Linked DNA regions of Mus musculus: all the other regions are linked to region 1. A link is a contact called in public HiCAR-type and promoter capture Hi-C data. All regions are on one chromosome and are shown on one strand. Each heading gives the region's core, a stretch centred on a gene start, on an enhancer-like site or on the middle of the called end of the contact. The rest is flanking DNA. Distances are from core to core; before and after follow the strand shown. Region 1 holds the start of Mrpl17 (mitochondrial ribosomal protein L17). Region 2 holds the start of Ovch2 (ovochymase 2). Region 3 holds the start of Cyb5r2 (cytochrome b5 reductase 2). Region 4 overlaps Ppfibp2 (PTPRF interacting protein, binding protein 2 (liprin beta 2)). Region 5 holds the start of Ppfibp2 (PTPRF interacting protein, binding protein 2 (liprin beta 2)). Region 6 holds the start of Olfml1 (olfactomedin-like 1). Region 7 holds the start of Trim34a (tripartite motif-containing 34A).

Evidence for each region. Promoter capture Hi-C pulls out the DNA fragments that hold promoters and counts their contacts. HiCAR-type assays count read pairs that join an accessible place to other places.
Region 2: a HiCAR-type map of astrocytes shows a contact between it and region 1, with 4 times the contacts expected there. The contact joins the promoter of Ovch2 here to the promoter of Mrpl17 in region 1. A contact is called at or near these places in 6 of 39 promoter capture datasets (the 3T3-L1 cell line, cranial neural crest, embryonic stem cells and 3 more) and 1 of 115 datasets of contacts at active chromatin or transcription factors (astrocytes).
Region 3: a promoter capture Hi-C map of liver shows a contact between it and region 1, with 2.8 times the contacts expected there. The contact joins the promoter of Cyb5r2 here to the promoter of Mrpl17 in region 1. A contact is called at or near these places in 7 of 39 promoter capture datasets (cranial neural crest, embryonic stem cells, frontonasal cranial neural crest and 3 more).
Region 4: a promoter capture Hi-C map of pre-B cells shows a contact between it and region 1, with 6 times the contacts expected there. The contact joins the enhancer-like site here to the promoter of Mrpl17 in region 1. A contact is called at or near these places in 4 of 39 promoter capture datasets (cranial neural crest, frontonasal cranial neural crest, maxillary cranial neural crest and 1 more), 1 of 115 datasets of contacts at active chromatin or transcription factors (astrocytes) and 1 of 9 other capture datasets (liver).
Region 5: a promoter capture Hi-C map of pre-B cells shows a contact between it and region 1, with 6 times the contacts expected there. The contact joins the promoter of Ppfibp2 here to the promoter of Mrpl17 in region 1. A contact is called at or near these places in 8 of 39 promoter capture datasets (cranial neural crest, embryonic stem cells, hippocampal neurons and 3 more).
Region 6: a contact with region 1 is called in a promoter capture Hi-C map of liver, with 4 times the contacts expected there. The contact joins the promoter of Olfml1 here to the promoter of Mrpl17 in region 1. A contact is called at or near these places in 9 of 39 promoter capture datasets (cranial neural crest, embryonic stem cells, frontonasal cranial neural crest and 6 more) and 1 of 9 other capture datasets (adipose tissue).
Region 7: a promoter capture Hi-C map of the C10 cell line shows a contact between it and region 1, with 6 times the contacts expected there. The contact joins the promoter of Trim34a here to the promoter of Mrpl17 in region 1. A contact is called at or near these places in 4 of 39 promoter capture datasets (the C10 cell line, cranial neural crest, embryonic stem cells and 1 more).

What each region holds. Positions count from the first base shown.
Region 1 is chr7:105,809,526-105,812,709 of GRCm38.p6, reverse strand. Mrpl17 (mitochondrial ribosomal protein L17) reads left to right here and starts at 1,623. Exons shown (of 3, transcript NM_025301.2): 1 at 1,623-1,902; 2 at 2,192-2,260; 3 at 2,566-3,184. The coding sequence starts at 1,729. The coding sequence ends at 2,853.
Region 2 is chr7:107,799,741-107,802,924 of GRCm38.p6, reverse strand. Ovch2 (ovochymase 2) reads left to right here and starts at 1,746. Exons shown (of 16, transcript NM_172908.3): 1 at 1,746-1,833. The coding sequence starts at 1,746.
Region 3 is chr7:107,756,516-107,759,699 of GRCm38.p6, reverse strand. Cyb5r2 (cytochrome b5 reductase 2) reads left to right here and starts at 1,668. Exons shown (of 9, transcript NM_177216.4): 1 at 1,668-1,742; 2 at 2,389-2,515; 3 at 2,717-2,789. The coding sequence starts at 2,438.
Region 4 is chr7:107,707,236-107,710,419 of GRCm38.p6, reverse strand. Ppfibp2 (PTPRF interacting protein, binding protein 2 (liprin beta 2)) reads right to left here. Exons shown (of 25, transcript NM_008905.2): 7 at 1,548-1,640. Among named protein-coding and RNA genes, the nearest start is that of Cyb5r2, 49 kb to the left of the region's middle. Within about 2 kb of position 1,734, at least 168 of the 459 cell types and tissues checked have an H3K27ac peak or open chromatin away from gene starts, as enhancers often do.
Region 5 is chr7:107,593,396-107,596,579 of GRCm38.p6, reverse strand. Ppfibp2 (PTPRF interacting protein, binding protein 2 (liprin beta 2)) reads right to left here and starts at 1,529. Exons shown (of 25, transcript NM_008905.2): 1 at 1,201-1,529.
Region 6 is chr7:107,565,808-107,568,991 of GRCm38.p6, reverse strand. It overlaps Olfml1 (olfactomedin-like 1), which reads right to left and starts at 1,559. Exons shown (of 3, transcript NM_172907.3): 1 at 1,098-1,559. The coding sequence starts at 1,226.
Region 7 is chr7:104,242,941-104,246,124 of GRCm38.p6, reverse strand. It overlaps Trim34a (tripartite motif-containing 34A), which reads right to left and starts at 1,668. Exons shown (of 8, transcript NM_030684.3): 1 at 1,533-1,668.

The DNA of each region.
Region 1 (3,184 bases), core at 374-2,873:
GAGTGAAACACCATCTGAAGGGTTAGGTTGATTCCATCAAACTCTGGGTCCCTCTTTAGCGCTGAGCCACCTCAACTTCTTCATATTGTATATGATCATAAACTTATTTTTCTAAAATGAAACTATTTTAAAAATTACTCCTTTTCCATTTGAAATGTGTTATTTGTTCTGTCCTAGTAACTCCAACTGTGATGAATTCATTTTAAATAAGCCCTAATATGATCATCATTTTGTTAAATACTAGAGCTAGACTATATTTTCACCCAATTCCTCCCAGAAAACTGTTTTCAAAGAGCCATAAGGATGCTGAGCAATGGAAGGGAACACACACACACACAAACACACAGAACTTTTTTTTTAAGAAAAAGTATTCATCCACCCAGAGACCTAGGGAAGAACCAAACTGTAGTGCCGAAAATAAATAAAAAAAATTCAATGAGATGGTTCCTAGTGATATTCTGCTAGATTCATAGATTGGTGCCTAACTCAGTCGTCATCAGAGAGGCTGCCTCTTGCAGCTGATGGGAGATGTAGAGGCCCACTGACAAACATTAAGAGGAGAAAGAACCTGGGTTGGAGGCCTACATAAGGTCCCGCCCCTTGGAGCTCGGGAAACCCAGCAGAAGACAAGGAAGAATAATTGTGGGAGCCAGAGGGGTCGAACACAGGTGAGGACAGCCTGTAGAATCAACTGAGCAGGGCTTATGGAAGCTCAAAGAAGGGGCAATCATGGAGCCCTCAAGGTTCTGCCCTAGGTTGTCTGCAAATGTGTTATAGTTTGTTGGCTTGGTTTTTTGGGAGGACTCCTAATAGTGGGAGATGGGATGTCTCTGACTTTTTTGCCTGCTCTTGGGACTCTTTTCCTCCTAGTGAGTTTCCTTGTCCACACTTGATGTTAGGGTTTGTGCCTGGTTTTTGTTTTTTTGTTGGTTGTTGTTGTTGTTTGTTTGTTTTTTGCCCCACCCCCTTGTGCCTGGTTTTATTGTGCTTTGGTTGATGTCCCTAGGAGGTCTGCTCTTTTCTAGGGGGAGAAAGGGGAGAAAGGAGAGTGGGGGCTGGGAGGAGTGATGGGAGAGGAGGCTGCAGTCTGGGTATATTGTATGAGAAAAGAATAATTTTTTTTTTTTAAATGTCAGGTATTTGTCCATTACTTTAGCTTTTAGTGCTAACTTAGGTTTTTATTTATGTCAATAAAAGAACATAATACCTGCAGCTTTCCTGGACATAATTTATCTCACTATCACTAATAAAGACTGGGTTTAAACTGGCATCGTCACAAAACCAGCCAGGACTGCAACTCCTCAGGCAAGAGCGCCACATTCCACCACAGGCCCACCCCTCTGACGCAGTTCTCCTCAGGTACTCACTTTCCCGGCATGCTCCGCCCGGAAGGCGCCTCCTCCAAGAACGCCCCAGCCAGCCGACGCAGTGCAAGAGAAACCCGGCAGGGGGCGCCGAGATCCCAGTTCGCCACAGAGCACCGCAGACCTTGAGGCCCGCCCAGCTCGTCGCTCCAGAAACGTCAACACGTCGGGCCGCCCTCCCTCAGACTGCCAGCTAGGCAGGCTCTGATGCGCACGCGCAAACGCGGTAGCCACGCGCCGAGTTACTGCGCATGCGTCCTCTGAGACGTGCCTCCGCCCCTCTGCTCCCCCTCTCCCCGCGCGCGCACACACAGCTCGGAGTTTCCCTTTCCGGGCCCCCGAGAGGAGGGGCTGAGGTGAGAGCATGAGGTTGTCGCTGGCTGCCGCTATCTCCCACGGCCGCGTCTACCGCCGCCTGGGCCTGGGTCCGGAGTCCCGCATCCATCTGCTGCGGAACTTGCTCACGGGCCTAGTTCGCCACGAACGCATCGAGGCGACATGGGCACGCGCGGACGAGATGAGGGGCTACGCGGAGAAGGTGAGAGCCAAGCTATTCACCGCCGGGTCCAGCCTCAGACCGCCGCTCTGGCCGTGTGTGGGGAGTAGGGCCACGCTGGGAGAACTTTCCACGGTAGCGAATTCCCGTGTGGCACTCAGCTGAACGCGTCACTCCTGCGCAGCAAATGGAAGGCTGGTTGGGGCTCCGAAGGAAGGAGCGCCCAGAATTAGCTTAGCTGGTGGGATGGTTGGATGAAGGTAAGACAGAAGAGTAAGGTGGGCGCCTCGGTTCTTGACTCGTCTTGCATCCATGTGTTTTGTCCTCACAGCTCATCGATTATGGAAAGCTGGGCGACACCAACGAACGAGCCATGCGTATGGCTGACTTCTGGCTCACAGTGAGTGCTCCCTACCTGCTAGTGAGGAAGGAATCCTTAGAGAACCGGGTACCTGGCAGATTGAAGGCAGGGCATTCTTTTATGTACCAGACTTGCGAACTACCTTAGACACGTATTTCTCTTATTTGACTTGGGTAAAATGAGCATCCGCATAACTTCCTGTAAGTGTTTCTGTGTAACTTGGTACCTGAATGGGTGGTGGGAAAGCCTGTGAAGATGGTTTTGAACCCTACCTCTGGGAATAATCTATAGTTAAATGCCTCTACAGTTGTGACTATTTTTTCTGATTAACTCTCCCCATCTAGGAGAAGGACTTGATCCCAAAGCTGTTTAAAGTGCTAGCGCCTCGGTTCCAAGGTCAGAATGGGAACTACACAAGAATGCTACAGATCCCGAATCGGAAGGAGCAAGATCGGGCCAAGATGGCGGTGATAGAATATAAAGGGAACTACCTCCCTCCCCTGCCTCTGCCTCACAGAGACAGCAACCTTACTCTCCTAAACCAGCTGCTCCTGGGACTGCAGCAGGACCTGCACCATAACCAGGACGCAAGCCTCCACAGCTCCTGTACAGTTCAAACACCAAAGACTTAACTGGAGCTGGAGAGTGGTGCATAGGTGTGGTGCCCGTGTTCGTGGGTCTTGGAGCTCGTGTAGTGTGTGAGGCCTGGAAGTAGCATTGTAAAGCCCCCTCATAATGAGACCCAGACCTCCCTGCTGACTCACACGATCCTCTTTGCACAGAAGATAAAAGTCTTAATATGAATATAAGATATTGACTTTCTTGTCCTTCCCTAGGATTTATGGAAAGTAAGAGGCATCCAGATGCTCAGCCTCCTAAGACAGTAAATTCACAACTTAGGTTCTAAATTCTAGGTCTAGTTTTGCTTGTTTGTTGGAGGGGAGGGGATCTTGCTGTGTAATC
Region 2 (3,184 bases), core at 497-2,996, 2.0 Mb before region 1:
GCTTTTAGCTTGACATTTGCTATATTTGAATATGTGATTTCTAGGAAGTTCACAGAAGCATTTCGTGTTTCCTACATGGTTATGACCCTGCCAATCCACATACATTTCTTGCACATTATGTGTCTTAGTTGGGGTTTCTATTGCTATGATAAAATATCATAACCAAAAGCAACTTGTGAAGGAAAATATTTATTTCATGTTATAGCTTGTAGTCATTTCTTCATCCAGGTAAAACAGATCAGGAACTCAAGCAGAAACCTGGAGACAGGAATTAGTGCAGCAGCCATGGAGAAGTGGAGCTCTCTTGCTCCTCATGGCTTATTCAGCCTTTCTTATACTGTCCTGGACAAGCTGCCCAGGTGTACACTGCCCACAGTGAGCTGGACCCTCCCACAACAATGGTAACCTTAGAAAATGCACCACAGACTAGCCTCTAAGCAAAGCTTCTAAGGCATTTTTTTTTCAATTGAGAGTCCCATGTGTCAAGCTGATATAAATCTAGCCAGCACAACGTGCCAAGAAATTCAGCCAGGAAAGAGGAAAATGTGGAAGTAATTATAGCCACTTTTTGTGTCTAGACATCTACAAGGTACAGAAGTGAAGATTGTTAGCCTTCTAGAATACTTTTTTCATGGGGGGAAATGAAACTTCACAAACACGCCAATGAACAGCATCCTAAAATCCTAAGAGTCTGTAGCAGTATGTATTATGGAATGTGCTACTGCATTAGGGTTTTTTTCTCCTCTTCCTCACTAATACATGCTAATGCGGTTACACTTGGAAAAGAACGGGAGTAAAGTGTTTTAGTACATTCTGGTGGGCTGTTTGCAAACAGCTAAGAATATCTACCCTTGCAAAGGGACAATGTTGATATTTGTTGTGTAGCAAATCCTTAGGAAATAAAACATTTTATCATGGAAAGAACCTCCTTAAGACTTAGGATATTGTAAAGGGAGCCTAGTTAAGGCTCAAGAAGTAAACAAAGATATTATGAAGTCAGTGAAACTAGTAAGATTCATTAGGTCTCTCTCTAGCATATGTAAGCAGTAAAGACTGCTGAAATACAATCTTGGATCCACTGAGCTGTCTAGAAAAGACTCAAACCAACAAAACTGCCTACAAAGGACACTTCAATTTGTTCAACTGTCTACAGACTATATTGTGCTCTAGGTCTCAATCTTTTATAATTTGTCACCCATGCTGGAGTAGGCTTTTGTTAATGCACTGTCTTTGAGTCATTTCAGCTCCTGTGACTAACCCCTCATCCATAGTCCTGTAAGTAATGCCAATAAAATACATTGGTTCACCAAGTTGGATATTGGTGGTATCCTTACTTTAATCTGTTCTCAATTACCTATCAGGGATAAGTACACAGTTGTTTGCATCTTGCTAGAAGTATTACACACAAATATTTAATCCTCTTACAGAAAAAGGAGCAAGTAACAATCACAACAAAACCTCAAACACAAACCACTTTGCTAAGCCAGGAACACTGGAGGAAGCAACTTATTGATGTAGGTGGAATAGAATGTTATGCTGCTCAGTCAAGACTTCAGTTTTGTAGTTGATTCCCCACATCTAACAAAAAACATTTTCAAGAAACCACATGCAAAGACATCTTATGCCTCCAGTCTCAGTTAATAAATAAGCTTGTTTTAAGTTGGATTATTGCTATTCTTCCAAAGCTTGCTGCCTTTGTTTCCTTCAGCCTCTCTACGTTTCAGGAGGAAGCGTTGAATCTCAACATGCCTATCAGCAAGGACAAGCTGATTTTAATATTAGGAATGGTCTGCTTGGAACAAGGTCATTCTGAAACCCTTTCCTCCATAAGAAGTAAGTTTCAAATTAAGTGTATAACTACTTTCGGTTTTGTTTGGTTGGTTGGTTTGTTTTGTTTTTTGTCTGGTGGGATCACTCTTGCAGCAAATCAGAGTAACGTCTCCACCTCTTGTTCCCTTGGGAATACAAGAGAAGCAAATTACTTCAGAAATGTAATTGGTTCTCAAAAATATTTCTCTGGAATTTTCTCCTGTGATAAGCATATGGAATTGAAATAATATGAAATAAATATAAACAGTTGTAGGGACCCTAAGTATTTTCTCCTAGTTTTACCAACTGACCTAGGATTGGCCACTTATTTGGAAGCATTACACAACCTGGTATTCTTCCATGGAGCAAATTCTGGGAGATCAGAACAGGTTTGGAAGTATTTAGAATCTTCAGGGAAATTATCCTAATAACCATATGATGCATGCTCACTGACATATAGTATAAATATTTTTGCATTGATTATAATGAGCTTAAAACAGTTGTTGGCAAGCTTGTCTGTAGTCGGACTTGTGCCAGCCCAGAGAATCAACATGTTTTCTGTCTCTGCTTCAGTGACTTCAGGTAATACTAAATTTTATGTCTAGCAGATTTATGACTCATCCATCTGAAGCAGCTGGAACAGCTTTTGATCATACATGCAATGGGCTCAGAATGAAACCACAATTGGTCGTTTCATGTTTTGCTGTTATTAGATACAGGTCTCATTGATTTTTAGTTTTCACGTCTTCTACATGAAGATGAAAGTCCTTTTTTCAGGCAATGTGTGGGGATTAAGAAATAAATTATATGGGAGAGCTTTATATGCTTTAAAGACGATCTAAGTAGCTCTCCTCTTAAGGATATAGTCCCAAGAAAAGTCATGTGCTCAATCAGCCATGCTTTCAGGTGTAACTTGTAAGCCAGGAACTGTGCTAGACCTTAGAAGTGTGTATGCATAGGACCCACATTCCTAAGTATCTCACTGAAGAATTCTGTAGTCCAATGAGGGAAGGAGACAATTTACTCTCATAACATAGCTTGGAAAGAACTGTTAAAGGGGAACAGGGAGTGGAGAGAAAGAGTGCTATATTGTGGGAGAGATCCAGGTCCCAGTTTGAAGAAATCAAGGAAGACTTTTCAGATGAAGTGGTAGTAAGCATTCAAAGAGCCATCTAGGTGAAGAAGCTCAGTGATAATGATGGAGAGTTTTATATGCACTCTTGGAAACTTCATAGGAAAAAATAACCTCAAGAGAAACAAATTCAACACAGAATTGCACAGTGTAATTAAACAAATTTAAACTCACCCCTTACTTAAGAAGTCAAAAGCCCACATAAATGCACACATATTGAAGTGTTGTCGGGGATGAAGGCTT
Region 3 (3,184 bases), core at 419-2,918, 1.9 Mb before region 1:
GTGATTCTGGGGGTAGGGGGATCCTCTACCTCCTCAGAAAAGAAGAGGAGGGGGAAAATGCTGCAAGGAGCTGTGAGAGGAGGGTTGGGGGAGGAGGCTGATATCAGGATGTAAAATGAATAAATAAATTGATGAAAAAAGAAATATACTATTTAATGATAAAAACAAAGACATTATTTCTTTGCCATCATTCTTTAGCACATAAATATCACACTGGTATCTCTTCTGGGCTGGATTGTGTCACAGGGTTTGTTTTTTAAAATTGCTGTTTGAGCTACCAACTTGAATTTCATAATATATATGAAATTTTGCTTGAGATTGGGGCAGAATTTCAAGCAACTTCTGACAAGCCCTAAACATACTTCTGTCTTTTTTCCTATGTATGTACAAAATGTTGAGTTTCAGCATCAACAATTATATATATATTTAAAAAAATCTATGAACTCTGAAAAACATTGAAGATTCCTCAACTACCTTGTGTGGAATCAAATATTCAGCCAAGATTTAGTTCTTCTTGTAAAAGTAAGGAGTATATTCATCTCATTACTGTGTGAATTGATTTCATCTATAATAATGGGAAACTATTTATATAGCAAAGATTATTTTAAGACTTGGAAAAATGACTCAGCAGTTAAGAGAACTCACTCTTATAGAGAAGTAGAATTTGGCTTCCAGCATCCAGACTGGGTAGCTGACAACTGCCTCTAACTTCAGTTCTGGGGACCTGAGGCTTCCTAGTCCTGCTGTTGGGGGTACATGTCTCTCGTTGGAGCTAATGATTTGATGCAAATACCTTCATGAAATACCATTTTACAATCTGGGCTTTCCCCCTCTCTATACCAGAGACTAAAAACTCAGGGACTCGCACAAGCTAAGGTAACCATGTCCTGTATCTCAGTCCTTTGCTGCTGTTGTTGTTGTTGGGCTGGTGTTTGTGTTTTTTTTGGTTTTTCGAGACAGGGTTTCTCTGTGTAGCCCTGGCTGTCCTGGAACTCACTTTGTAGACCAGGCTGGCCTTGAACTCAGAAATTCGCCTGCCCCTGCCTCCCAAGTGCTGGGATTAAAGGCGTGCGCCACCACGCCCGGCTTGTGTGTTTGCTTTTCAACTTTAAGCTAGTCTTACTAAGTTGCCAAAGTTGACCTTTAACTCACTATGAAATGAGTTTTCCTTTTGCCACTTGCAAGCGTGGAAGAGGAAACCAAGGTTCTGAAATGCATTGTGAAGAATCTTCATAATCTGAACTTCTCATCCTGCCTCTGAGAGTCCGGTCCGGTCTCCCACTAAAGACTGGCTGCAGTCACCCCAATCCTGCAAACACTTGGTCCTGGGAGGCTAGGGTAGCAGCTCAGGAAGCATGTTAAATAAGATATGCAGTCTTCCTCTAGGCTGCAACTCTTCTTCAGTTTGCATTGTAAACAAGTTTACAGCAACCCCTTCCTTCATCTTGCCAGGCTCTTAACAAGCTGGGGAGGCTGAATTTTCCTCAAGGCTGCTGACATGCGCAGGAAAGTCAAGAAGCAGAGGGATCCCTGCATAGGGATCTTGGAGATAAGCCCCATTCCCACCCGGCCAGCTGCAGAAGCGCCAGGCTAGTCCTGTGCCAGAGTCATGTGACACAGAAGCTCGAATCCGTCGCTATGGGGCAGGAGTCAGCTCCTCAGCGGCCACTGCCGGATGTTTCATCATCCCCACCATCAAAGGCACTGTTCATCTCGAGGATAAGTCAGGCATCTCGCTCCAGGTGAGTTCTGCCGGGAAAGCGCGGGGCAGGAAGGAACCCGGGGCTAGGCGAACAGCCGCAGGCGGTGGCCGAGGCAGGATTCACGGGCGGTTTCCCAGCTGGTTGGGACAGTGGGCCTCAGGGCTAAGCTGCAGACTTTTCTGCAACAGGTTGGGATGAGAACAAACTGGCCTAGTGAGGGAGGAGCTGGGTGGAGTTGAGGGCTATTATAGGGAGGTTGGCCACGCCTCTTACAGGTATATGTTTGCCTCAGTTACTCATAGGAAGGTGCTAGTGAGTCCCCAAGCCACTCACTGCTCCACTGCTCCAGCGGAATCCGAAGTGAGTGTGGCAAGTCTCTAGAGAGGTGAGCTCTGTCCCCAGCCTTGCTGTTAGCTGGTAAGGATCCCACAGTCATTCCCCCCAGGATGGAGGCAGATGACCAATGAGGGCCTGGAGACACTAGCACTCTGGGATAGGTGTCAAGCCTGGTCCAGGGGTCTTCTTGGACCTGCAGCTAACCTCTGCACGCTGGTCCCAGAGAGAGCCTTCTGTATTAATACCTTTCTCTCTGCTAGTCCTGTAAGACATAAGATCAGCCAGGCTTAGAGCTGCCTAGCCCAGCATGGGTGAAATCTGAGGTCTGTCTTCACACTGTATCTGCCAGGACCAAACCTGTCACCGGGGCCACTGCGATTCTCATAGCCCTGAAGAAAATGAGTGTCAAGAAGAAAGATCTTATCACCTTACAGGACCCTGAAGCCAAGTACCCGCTGCCCTTGATTGAGAAGGAGGTAGTGGGTCACCTAAACCTCCCTCTGGTTAGGTGAAAGGGGAGGGTGGGGGTGGGGGAGAATGCTAGCTGGGGATATGAGGTGATCAGTCACCTCAGGACCAAATGGAGCACCTTTCTAAAGATCTGGACCACAAAGCAAAACTCCTAGAGAGTCAACAGAACCTGCCTACCTCTTTCTTCTTCTTCTTTTTCTAACCAGCAAATCAGTCACAACACCAGAAGGTTCCGCTTTGGGCTGCCCTCACCAGACCATGTCCTGGGGCTTCCTGTCGGTGAGCAGTGCTTGGTGACATGTCCAAGTCTGAGTGTTTGAGTACTTGGCTCCTATTAGCAATGGATTCCCATTCTTGTGGGATATGGAGGGTACACTGATATAACCCTGGACCACATGAATGGAGGGAATAGGCAGCTGGACTTGAGGACAGTGTCCCCATTGTCCCACTTGGACTGTCACAATAGTAATAGCTTGAGGAGCACTGATAAGACGTAAGCTTAGAGTCAGGAAGTTTAAGATCTCCTTAATGGCTCCTGTCCATGCAATTTAAGGCCAGTCCCTCACCATCTCTGACCTTCTTCCATCTATAGTATTTCCCAGGCTTTTCTGCCTACTTCAGGTATAGTGAGGGTAAAATGAATGATGGATATGAAAATTCAGAAACTTCATTGT
Region 4 (3,184 bases), core at 485-2,984, 1.9 Mb before region 1:
AAAGGGGAATGGGGGAATGATTGGGGGAAGAACCGAGGGAAGGGGAAAGGATTGGGGGCGGGAGTGACCGACCAGGAAGGGGGCAGTGAGCAGGATATAAAGTGAGTAAGTGAAAAATAAAGTAAAAACAAACAAGCAAACAACAACAACAAAAATGTGAACACACACTGAACACTGAAATGCCTGCAAAGCGTCACCAGGTGTCACCTGTGAATGGCTCTACAGGACCTAAGGGAAAAGCAGAAGTGTTTTCTCTTAAGTGGCAGTGTCCCAGGCTTCCTCCAGGAGAAACTGGACCTAGAGTTTCCTTCTTCCTCCTAATGCCCAAGTGAAGCCCTTTGTTATTGAATCCTACTATCTGTCACTCCCCAGAAGGCACAGTCCGGTAATGTGACAGCCACACAATGCTAGTGAGCAGATCAGAGTGACCAGAACTTTGCTTCTGCTCCAACAGTCTCTTCTCTGTATTGGGAGATTCAGTGATCTTTTATTCATTTTGGAATTTATTATATATTTTTCAAACAACAGACTCCTGAGCTGACAAGATGGCTCAACAGACAAAAGCTCCTGCCTCCCCAACTTGACAACTCAAGGGGACCCACTTCCTAAGTCCCTGACCTCCACAGGTAGCCAGAGCACATGCTACCCAAACATCGGTGCTCCATCCATCCCACCCTCACACACTCTAAAAATAGCTTAACTAGTTTTAGTGCTATGTTTCCTATTGTTCACCTGACAACTAATTTAACATTTTTAAGACATAACACACAGACAAAAATATTTAAATCTTTTTTTTTCTATTTTTGTTTGTTTGTTTTGGTGTACTGTTGTTTTCTGGGACAGAAGCATGCTATTTAGCTCAGGCTGGCCTGGAACCCACTATGTAGTCTAAGATAGCCTCCAACTGCAAGTGACCCTCCTGATTCAATATGCTGTGGGTATGTTGGGATGACAAGTGCCCCAAGATACCTACCCAACTTAACACTACTTTTAACCCCTGCAGTTCAATGAGGAGAAACTTACAAGAAAGAAGAAAACAATATCCCACTAAAGAATTTCTTTTCGGTGTCCTTTATACAACAAGCTCCCCAATACAGTAAAAATGATTTGGTTGAATAAATAAAGCAAGCTTTATCGTTTGAGAAATGCATGATTATTATTATTTCTAGAAAACCAATAATGACAGGAACTGCTGAGTTTACACAGGTGTCTCCAGCAATCCCAACAGTCACACTCCCGAGTTCTGCTGTCACTCACCTGCCAGCCCACTCGCCCACTCTCCCAAGAACCTCCTTGGCTAAGTCAGGGACAGAAGGATGCTGCTGGGGAAGGAGGTAGGGCCGGGGAACCTCAGCGGCTCTCACTTCAGTTTCCCAGGCTCCTCATGAGGAACCTTTTTACAGCAGAACTGCACTACAGCCTAGGTGCCACTGTGTGGGGCTGGTTTGCACTTCCACACTTCTGTTGTAGGGAAGCCTGAGAGCGAAGCCCCTCCCAGCAGGGGCCCCACCCCTCACCCTCCTCGGGTGCCTCCTACTGCCGGTTACCTTGGTGGCCTTCAGCTCCCACTCATACTGGTTCCGCTCGTTCTCCAGCTCCTCCACCTTGATTTTGAGGTGCTTAAGCTCTTGCAGTAACTCCTGAAGAGAAGAGAGAGAATGTCAGAGCTGTGACAGATAAGGAGCAAGCAAGAAGGCTCCAAACTGGATAAGGCTCATGCAGAGGGGGCTGGGCCAGCAGCAACTGTCGACAGCTGTCTGGAGCCAGCAGGCTCCGTGTCTGCAGCTTTGTGCTTTAAACTGGTCTGGGATCCAGGAAAGGCTGTGTTGTGCCCGTTTAAAAATGAAGGCCAGGGAGTTTCAGACATGAGAGAGAAGAAACTGCAATGTACATATGTGTGCATTTGCATGTGCACATGTAGGCCAGAGGACAACCTTAGGTATATTATTTAGTTTTTTAATTTGTTTTTTCCTCTAGAACAGGTAGGTCTCTTGCTGGTTGGCCAGCAAGCCCCAGGCATCTGCGTGCCTCCACCCCACACTGCTAGGACTACATGTGGGACTGTGGGGTTAGGGGGCGAGGGGAGTTATTTTATTGTTGATGGTAGTGATGGTGGTAGTTTTGTTTGTTTGTTTGTTTTAAACATTTGTTATGGAGATAGAACTCAGGTCCTCATGCTCATCACTTTACCAAGCAAGCTACCTCCCAGGCTAAAACTCAATATTATCCTCTTATTCGTATATCCTGGCATCCCCTTCCTCTGACATCTGAACCTCCATGAGATGTGCCCAGCTCATATACAGGTGTCACAAGTAGACAGGTCAAGCTTGGGAGTGGAAGGTGCAGAGATGCTGACGTGGAGGCAGCTTCCCTGGTAGTGGAGAGAGGAGCAGGAAGCGAGAGAAGCATCTATTTCTCTGTGAGGAAGGTGGGGAGCCAGAGGAGGAAGTGGCAAGCCTCCGAGGCTTCACAGGCCGTAAGAATCAGAGAACAAACGCTGAGTGCCAACCGCAGATGCCAGCATGAGCGTCCTGTTCTGACGAGGAGGTTAAACTAGAGAAACAGGAAGGCATGCAGAGAGGAATCCAGTAGAGGCAGAAAGTGAGACTGCCCACTGAGGTGGAACAGAGATTAGCTGTCACATGCACTGGAGATGAGACTGGGGAGCTCCGGGGTGGGAAGATCTACAGATGAGTGTTCACTATGGCATTGTGGATGGGAAGTCAGTGACGCTGCCTGACTGAGGAAGGGATGTGTAAATCACTTCTGCATACACATTTGTACAGGTGGTAAGCAGGGCAGGAATTTAAGCTCGCATCCTCTAACTCTGGGATCTCTGGTTGAAAACTCCCTCAAGAAAGGGGCAACACTCAGCAATGTTATCTTTGTTGGTTTGTTCTTCTTCTTTTTTTTTTTAAGATTTATTTATTATTTATATGTAAGTACACTATATCTGTCTTCAGACACACCAGTAGAGGGCGTCAGATGTCATTACAGATGGTTGTGAGCCACCATGTGGTTGTTGGGATTTGAACTCAGAACCTTCATAAGAACAGTCAGTGCTCTTAACCACTGAGCCATCTCTCCAGCCCTGTTGTTTGTTTGTTTGTTTGTTTTGTTTGTTTGTTTTTTGGTTTTTTTCCCTGAGGCAGAATCTCAAAGACTAGGCTGACCTGTAAACTCA
Region 5 (3,184 bases), core at 280-2,779, 1.8 Mb before region 1:
GTCTTTATCTCTTACATGTATCTCTTATGTTATCCATCCACTTAGCATATCTGCCTTAGTTACCAAAACACAGACAATAGTAGCAATAAACTAAAATCGGCACATCATCAAACCTCAGAGTGATACCACTAATATATTATGTGAGGGCTGAGTGTTGTTGCTCAGTGGTAGAGCACTTGCCTAGCTAAGCATTCACAAGGGTCTAAATGAGATCACCAGTTCCCATCACCATCAGCCTTAAATAAAATCCCAAATGAAAATAACAACAAAAGACTTAACAATATTCCACTTCAAAGTCACGTAAATATGCATACAAACGGGCTGGTGAAGAAAGAAATAATTTCTAATCAGATAACATGTTTAGTATACCAATAGTAATCTAAGACTGAAGATTAATTAGGTCTGTAATTGACTTCCTTCCTGTAGTTGAGCATTTACCTTAACAAAATACTCGGTAATCTAATAAACACTACAGTCTACAATATAATCAATTAAGGACCAAGAGAAATGAACACAGGCAGAAATAAAACCAAAATATGAAGAGGAAGACTGATCTATATCAAATATCTCAGTGCTCTAAGAAAGAGCTGAATGCCTATTTGAATCCTACCGGAACCTTGGAAGTTCTAGTTTTTAAACATATAATAACCTTATTTTGATCGGAGGGAAAAGTATGGGTCTGGCGTCAGGATGGAAGGAGGGAAGAGGACCCACTTTTAAAAACAGAAGCATCCCCACACCCTAATCCTGCCTTGAGCCTTTGGGAAGTGTGTTGCATTTAGCAATTAGTGCACAGAACTGCTCCTGGCCAAAGCGCTCTGGACCAAAGGTCTATGGAACAAACCCACCTAGGTATCTCCAGTTGATGCCACTGCTGCCCTCACGGGACTCAAGGCTTGGGTCAAAATCGCCCGGAACTCTGAGATATCGGAACACCCCGGTATCCTGGGGACCACTCTGCCACCTGTAGAAGCGCGGGGCAGGTGGCACATCCAGAGCGAGGTCGGGTAGAAAACTCAAGCAAATCCAGGGGAGTTGCTCCCTTTTCTCAGTCTCCCAGACAAATAAGTGGGTCCCCAAGTCTTGAAAACGTTCGAAGGTCTAAAAGACCACAGACGCCCAACTACCCATGTAGTTCTTGGATCTGGGGGTACTCAGTTCCCGGGATAGCGGTGAGCCGAGGCAGGGAGACCCACTGACCTGGATGCCAGAGTGCAGCTTCTCTCTCGGAGGCTCAGGTATGCAGGTCGCTCCTGTGTCCCTCACACTTTCCAACATAAGAGCGGAGAACCCAGTGACAGGCCACTGGCCCAAGGACCAACTGCCAACCAAGTGGCAGACCCGCCAGCACCGACCCGGTTCGGCACCCACGTGACGGAGGCGGGGATCCCAGAGAGGCTGGTCCCGGAGTGTGGCTCTCTGGCTGCTGGGACCTTCCCCCTAGGAACCGCCCCTCTGCCACCCCTCCTCCTTCTCCCGCACCGCAGTGGCCCGCGAGGACCCAAGAGCCACAGTTCCAGTTCCACAGGGACTTGCCTGGTCAGCCCCGCCCCCAGGCAGAGCTCCCGTGCTGGCTCAAACCCCGCCCCTCCCGGGAGACCACGCCCCTCTCTGGGTCCAGCCCACTGCTTGCACCTAGGACTCTTGCACTCTTCCGGCCGCAGAAAGGACCCTAGGCATTTTCCTTGTGTCCCACTGTGCTCAGGTCTCCAGAGTTTTTGTAATCTGTCAGCAGGACGAGGAAAGCGTGCGGAGAATTGCAGAAAGGAGCACCGAAGCGCAAGCGTACACACACACACACACACACACACACACACACAGCGGGCCTTGTGTAACCCCATTGAGATTAAGGGTAGTCTAAGACCTGTATCATTCCCAATCAGCCCAGACCAACCCCAATTTGGGTTCCATGTCACTCTTAGATCTGTCTAACTCAACCTCCGCCGCCGCTCCCCCCGCCTTTCCTGAAGGTCCCTCTAGTGGTTAAAGCTCTGGTGTTCTGTCTTGTGAATAGCTGAAGACAGAACACTTCCTGTGCCCTGCAAGGTCAGGTACAAGTATGCAAAACAAACAAACAAAAAAAACCTGGAGACCGAATCCCAGCACCTACCTCGAGCGTGCATAAGGCCCTGGGTTTTACCACAGCTGCTTGCCCTACCCGGGCCTCCAAGGGCCGGTTGCTCATTTTATCTGCTTAGAATCTCCAGGGCCTCAGATGGCAGGGATACAGGGACTCTGGCAGGAGTCTCTACTAAGCTGGACTCCAGTTGCTTACACCTGGAGTGTTGACAGACACGACTCGTCTTTTTTTTTTTTTTTTTTTTTTCAAAATTAGTCTAAAATTACTGGTATGACCAGAGGCTTGCACACATGAACAGAAGATCATAAATACTGTGGCAAACAGGTGTGTGAGCACTGCGGGGACATGGCCAGCAGCAGAGCAAAGGCAAAGCCAGTAGAGGAAGATTGGGGCCCCAGACTTGTGTCACAGCAGGACACCCTTCGGTTCTTTCACTTCCTTAAAATAGCGGGTGAGAGGCTTTTGGAAACAGAGCCTGCGCAGTTCATATAAGTTCAAGTGTGGGCAGTTCCAAATCCCACTGGTAGCTTGGGGCCACGGGGGCAGTTTCTTCCCCCAGGCCCCCAGAAACTGCAGCATTTTCTCAGAACTATACAATTATTTTGTAAAATGTTTTATGAACTTGGCTTTCTCAAGCTTCTGTGCAGTTTGGGAAGGAGCTTTAAAAGTACAGACGCCGGGCGTGGTGGTGCACGCCTTTGATCCCAGCACTCGGGAGGCAGAGGCAGGTGGATTTTTGAGTTCAAGGCCAGCCTGGTCTACAGTGTGAGTTCCAGGACAGCCAGTGCTACACAGAAAAACCCTGTCTCGAAAAAAAAAAAAAAAAAAAAAAAAAAAAAAACAACCAAAAAACAAAAAAAAAAGTACAGACGCTCTCCTCCCATCTCCAGAGGGTCTGATCTCTTGGCGTTGGAGAGGATAACCTGCATATTCGGAATTTGAAAAGCTCCCCAGGTGATTCCAATGTGCAGCAATATAATAAATAACCATTTCTGTGGGTCATGGAGACACCATCAATCTTCATTTAAATCCAACCAGAGTGGAACTGAAAAGCACACGTGAACGATACAGAAGCAGGTGTTCCAGGGCCCTCATGCTGTTAGG
Region 6 (3,184 bases), core at 310-2,809, 1.8 Mb before region 1:
TGCCCTTATTTTACTGAAACTATAGATAGATGGCCCCATCATTTGGGCTTACAGATTTTTTTTCAGGAAAATATAGAAAATAAATATTTGAGATAAGACAGTCATAGACAGAAGATGCATAATATGCCAATTCAACTTGCATAAGAGCAAAGCATTGCAAAGTAGAAGATTAAATTTATTCCTAAAAACCTGACTGGCCTATAAAAATATTGAATTTTGTTCACTTGTTGTTTTGCTTTGGTATAGAGTCCCACTTAGTCTAAACTGGCTTCAAACTTCCTGTTTAGCCAAAGATGACTCTGAAGCCCCTGATCCTCCTGCCTCCACTCCCTGAGTACTGCTGTTACAGCTGATATCATAAAACATACCTGGTTTCTGCAGTGATGAGCCTTGAACCCCAGGCTCCTGCACGCTAGGCTAGTTCTTACCAATTGAGTCATGTTCCCGACCCTGGGTTTTTGACTGTTCTAACAAAGTTCTACCTCAAATGCTCTCACTCTGTTTAACATTGCTGGGAAATCTCATTTCCAAACCCAAGTCCAGTTAGGAATAAAAAGCAAAAATCTATGGTGAGCCTCCATATGTAACACCACATTGTCTTATATTCACTTAACAGTTTATCATAAAAAGGAAAAGAGAAAAGCTGGAATCACTTAGCATCCCTATATAGTAAAAGATGAAGAAAACATGACTAGAGTTCTAATTCATACATTGAAGACTGAACTATTTGGTTTTGAATGTTCAACAACCTGAGAATTTACTCAGTGAGTTAGGCTATGTTCTGAGTATGGATTAATGACCCAAATAAAACATCCCTAATTTGAAATCTCTTTATTAAATCTGCAGAGTATCATTTGAACCTAAATTCTATCACTATGTCCATTTTATAGGTTAGAAAAACTGCCAGGGGAAAGTACAAGCGGCCTGCAATGGAGGTGGCATCTGAGCTGCTAGGCTATGCACATCTGTAAATGTCATCTTAGCAGTGATTCATTCTGTATCAGGAAGACATGCACCCTAGTTGACAGCAAAGTGGGGGCACAGCAGAGTGACTTCCAAGAGGCATACTCCCTGTGAAGGGAAGACAGGTCACCTACCTCGAGGACTTGGAAGCGCTGGTAGATGTAGTGTACCATGGCTGGGTCCTGGGCATGTTGTGGTGGGGGCAGAAATGCTGCAAGGAAGAGAACCAGGGAAGCAGAAGCTTCTTGAAGGGCCACCACCATCCTGCACACTTCCCAGGAACTCTGGTTCTCTAAAACGACTCAGGGGTCCGGGTGGTGATCTCTGGTTTTCTGTCTGCTGCTGTGGCAATTCCTTGGAAAACAACGCTTTGCATAGCCAGAGAGAACAAAGTCCGCTTGTTATTCTACCCGGTGCATGATCTCAGTTTCAAGCTGGTGATCAAGTCCAGCTGTTGGCAAGCCAGTCTCTGCAGGCCTTACGTGTTCACTTGGTTGCAGAGAGCTCCGGGGGTCCAGTGTCTGCTGCCCTCAGCTTGGCCATGCACAGACCCTCTCCAGGCTAATGGCTACTTACAGCTTCCAGGTTCAGAGTGTACGGGTTGGGGAAGGGGAGGGGAGGTCTTTTCTCCTCTCCCCTCCCCCAACTCTTTTACTTTTGGTTCCCTCCTCCTTAATAGACTGTGCAGTCCAATCGCAGGCCTAGCTCAACACAGGCCACCCCCCAAGGTCTCAGTGTTGGAATTTCAGTTCAGTTTCTGGCAGAAATTCCTAGGATCTTTTTCCAAGAAGTTCTGTTAGGAGACCCCACCTCTGTTTCTTGCATTCTCGTAGCTCTTAAAGGCATAGCAAGGAAATGTGAATGCTGATCTATGCCATCTCAGAAAAGTGTACAGGGCAGCATTGCTCTGTGGGCAGAGGGGTACAGTGGGCACAGGCCTGGCTACCCAGACCAACAGCTGAGAATTGTCAGGATTGAACTTAGAAGAAAAAAATTTTTTTCCTTTTTCTTTAGATTTATTTTTTAATTCATGTACACATGTATGCATGAAAATATGGGGCCCACAGTGGCCAGAACGTGGCCTCAGAGATTCCTGGGTCCAGAGTTACAATCTCTCTGATATGATTCCTGGGAACTGAACTCCAGTCCTCTGCAAGAGCAGCAGGTGCTTCTAACCACTGAGCCATCTCTCCTGGCCCAGAAGAAAATTTTTAGGATGAGAATGAATGATTGACACAGTGGTTTTTGGGACACTGAGTCATCAGGAAATGTAATCCCACTGTGAGAAAGTCCTCGAGTTTCCCATCATCAGTGTCAGAATTCCCATTAGCAGCAGCCTGGAAACCAGACCCTCAGGCCAGCTAAAGAGAAATCCCGTTGCTGGAGCAAAGCCATAAAACCTTCCATGTTTATGTTTCCTGTGCTAGTGCCTCCCCACCTTTACCTCTTTTTCCATAGGCAGGCCCAGGACCCCACCTCCATCTTCTGTTCTGTTTTATTTTGCATTGTTAATGAATCACTTTTTAAAATAGGGGAAATTGGAGCATTTATGGAATATGGAAAGAGCCCTGGTCGGGAGGTAGAAGACCTGAGTTTGCATTTGATCCATACACAAGTAGCTGAAATCTAAAATCTGAACATTTCTTATTGGTAGCTCTTGAATATCCTAGTTCTTAATAGATGTTCCTCTCTCCTCTTCTTTGATATGATTTTGGTCGCTAACTGGTTCTTCCCTATATCCTTGGTAATGTTCCAAGCACCATCTCCTTATTGTTAAGAACAATTGCTCTTGTTTCAGAGAACCATCTTTGAACTCCTTCCAAAACTGCCTGAACTTTAGCTAACTTCTCTTACATCCTTATTTAAAAACAAAACAAAACCAAAACCAAACTGCCTCGGACATCTGTGTCTTTCTTCCCACATATTAGTGCAGTCCTTAGTATCAGAGAAATCTCTCTCCCAAGAGATGGTGGTTAACACAGAAGCTCACAAGTGAGCAAACTACCAAGAAATCAATGACTGTAGCAAACTAAGCTACAAGTGGGACATGTATGTCACAGCCTTGCCCCAAGGCTCAAGTACCATCAGGAAAGAGGGAACAGGAAGATTATAAAAGCCAGATTTTGAAGAGGACTAGAGAAAAACAGCATCTTTTGGAGATGATAGGACTTCTGCACACATTAATTCACAGAAGGCATGGTTGCCTGCACAAGATCTGCAC
Region 7 (3,184 bases), core at 419-2,918, 1.6 Mb after region 1:
TCTCAGATTTAAGGAAAGCCCACCTGTGTTAAAGCTTCAACTTCCTTATGATCCTACTGAAAAGCCAGGAGGTGGTGCCATATACCTTTATCCCCAGCAGTTGGGAGGCAGAAGCAGGCAAATCTCTAAGTTCAAGGCCAGTTGTGTCTACAAAGCTAGTTTCAGGACATCGAGGGCTACACAGAGAAACCCTGTTTCCAAAAACCAAAACCCAAAACAAAATAAGGTAAAAGAGATTATATTGAACTGTTTGCTTAGTCTGAAAACAAAAGCTGCATAGTTTATAAGCTACTTAGTTCTTCTTATTGTCATTCCTAGCTGGAGTATAAGCATGTCGATTTATTTCATATTAGATAAATATTGAATGGGTGCTTAGTATGCTTTTTTATGCCAAAACACGCTTTTTCCCATTGACATTTTTAATTAAAAGAGAGAGAGAGAGACACCTTAATTATCTTCTGTGTTTGGCCATGACTAAACTCTCTAGCATTGCAGTGCAGATTCAGAAAAAGGAGATGTGGTGAATTCTGAAAAGTGAAAGTACTGGACAATGGCGGGCAGGTGTTTAAACCATCTATGAAGATGCAAAATGCCCATATATTAGCCTAACATGGAAAATATTCAGGATCAATATCTTACCAAGAACACCTAGGCTCTGTCCAGAGCAATACCTAACTCTTGTTTACTATCTAAGCAAAAAAAAAAAAAAAAAGAACTGATATAACTTTTAGTGCAAAGATGCAAGCAAGAATGATCAATAAGGCCTAAGCCAGGTGAGGACACCAGGATCTCTTATGGCTACTGAGACAGAAACAAGCAGGTGGAGGGGTGAGGGGGTTGGGAAGGCACAAGCTTGCAGTCCCAGCTACTTTAAGAGGCTGAGGTAGGGTGATATTTGACCCCAGAACTCCAGGACCAACCTCAGTAAGGCGGTGAAACGGGCCTCAAAAATAAATAATAAATACGTATTTAAAAAAAAAATCTCTGTTTAAGTAAACATGGAATCCTAAGAGTGGCTCTTCAGAGGTACATATAGTTAGAAAGTGACACGGGGGCGGGTTTTCAAGTAAATCAAGGGCTCAGGATGTTAAGGTCACTGATAGCCCCTTTGGCTGCAAGGAGGGGAATAGAGGCTCCTCTTAGACTGAACCCCTGAAACTCTACAGTATCTTAGTAGGCAGAGGGGAGAGGAAACAAGGAGAAGGGAGAGAAGAGGAGGGGACGCGGGGGGTGGGGAGGGCTCCTGAGATTCCAGACCTGTTTACAAGGTGTATCACAGCAGCAGAGCAGAAGGAAACAGGAAGTGCTTGCCCCAGCAAAAGAAGGGGCTTCTCCAGAAAAAAAAAAAAAAAAAGACCTTCCTGCTCAATTTCAATTCGATTCCTCACGAACTCTTTTTCTCAACTTCAGATCACTGCGGTTTGTGATCTGTGAGCAAATAAGCCTCTCCTAAGCGTCACTGAAGTCTCTCCTTTTAGGGTCTCCCTCCCTCCACCCTGGACAAACTTTCGCACACACCTTTGGACCCTCACCTCCGACCTGGAAGGGGAGATCTTTCCTCCAGACAGAAGCGGTGAGGAAAAGCCAGGGACTGGTTTCAGCCAGCCAAACCAACCAGCAGCCCCTCCCTTTTTGACTGCAGAGAAAAGAAACTGAAACTCCAAACCAGCGGATACAGGAAAGAGGAGGAAACTTTTGAGTCCTAAGTATTGGCAAAACTCTAGGCCACCAATAGATGGCAATGCAGGGACTCTGGTGATCCAAGGCTAGAGGAGAAGTTTTCAGCAGCCAGGAAGAGCTTTTTGGTGGCCATAGCTAAGGGCTGTCACTTACATCAGGTGGTTAAAGACCATGTTAAGGGAAGATTTCACTCAGCAAGAAGGCAGCCACGAACTCAAAAGAAACACGAGAAACTTTTATTAACGTGTGAGCCGAAAATAAAACAAATGGCCCAGCAAGCTATACAGTTTCTTACAATCTTTTTCAGGCCAGACAGCAGCGGTATTTTTATCTAGTCACCATCTGAGGGTGGTCTCTGAGTTCCTTAATGTTTAAAGGTGTTCAGTTAGGGGAACAACAACCCAGGAATACATGGGAACACATTAAAAAAAAAAAAAAAAGCACGGTCTTTTGCTTAATTTGTGAATAACAATAACCCTTTGGTTATGAAAATAGAATCTGCAGCTTTGCACTGACCTTTGTCCACTTTGACCTTCTCAAGTGTCTCCATCCCCAATCCCTTCCAGGTTAGCACATTTACATTCCTTTTAGGCTCCACTCAACAGTTACCTAGCAACAGTCAGGTAGGTCTGGCTTGCTATAAAAGGGACTGTTTGGCCCCTCCTTGTTCTCTCTGAGCCCTTTCTCCTTCCCCCTGTCCCCTCTCCACATGTTCCCTGCTGGTAGTGCTCCTCTCTCTCTCTCTCTGTCTCTCTGTCTCTGTCTCTCTCTATCTCTGTCTCTCTCTCTGTCTCTCTCTCTCTCTGTCTCTCTCTGTCTCTCTCTCTCTGTCTCTCTGTCTCTCTCTCTTTCTCTCTTCTTACCCACCCCCCTCAAGAATTATCAAGTCTACCCAATAAACAAGAAAGGGAAACCATGCCTGCAGCAGGGAATGGTGCCAGTGAAGTTGTAAGGGTCCATAATTCAAAGAAGAATGACACCCAACTCAACTGGTATGCAAATGTAAAGATAGATTTCTGCAGAAGTCCAGCAAGCTGGGGTCTCCCATTACCAAGATAGAGACACCCAAGAGAGCTTGCTGGTCTGATTTAAGGCTCATTAGGGAATTCTGAGGTAGGGACCTCTATGTTAATCTATTGGGTCCATCTCTATGGACATTCTATTACCTGGGTGTGAGGGCAGGAAACTTGCTGGGGAGGTCTGGGAACTGTTACCAAGGTAGTAACTGAGGAAGTCTGGAAACTGCTGCCTACCCATTGGCCTTGCTTCAGGCCAGGTGGTTGGGACATTCCATTAACTGGGCTTGAAGGCTGGAGCCTAGGATTTTTTCTATTGGTAATTGACTTGCCTGGACTGGCTCAGTTCTTAGGCCTAGTCTCCTTAACTACCAATTTTAAGTCTGTCATGAAATCAGCCTAGCTTTCTCTCTCAAAGTCATAAATCTTAAAGGAAAACCTACAACCACGACTTTACTAAAACCAGCTCAATTCCTGAAACAATCCAA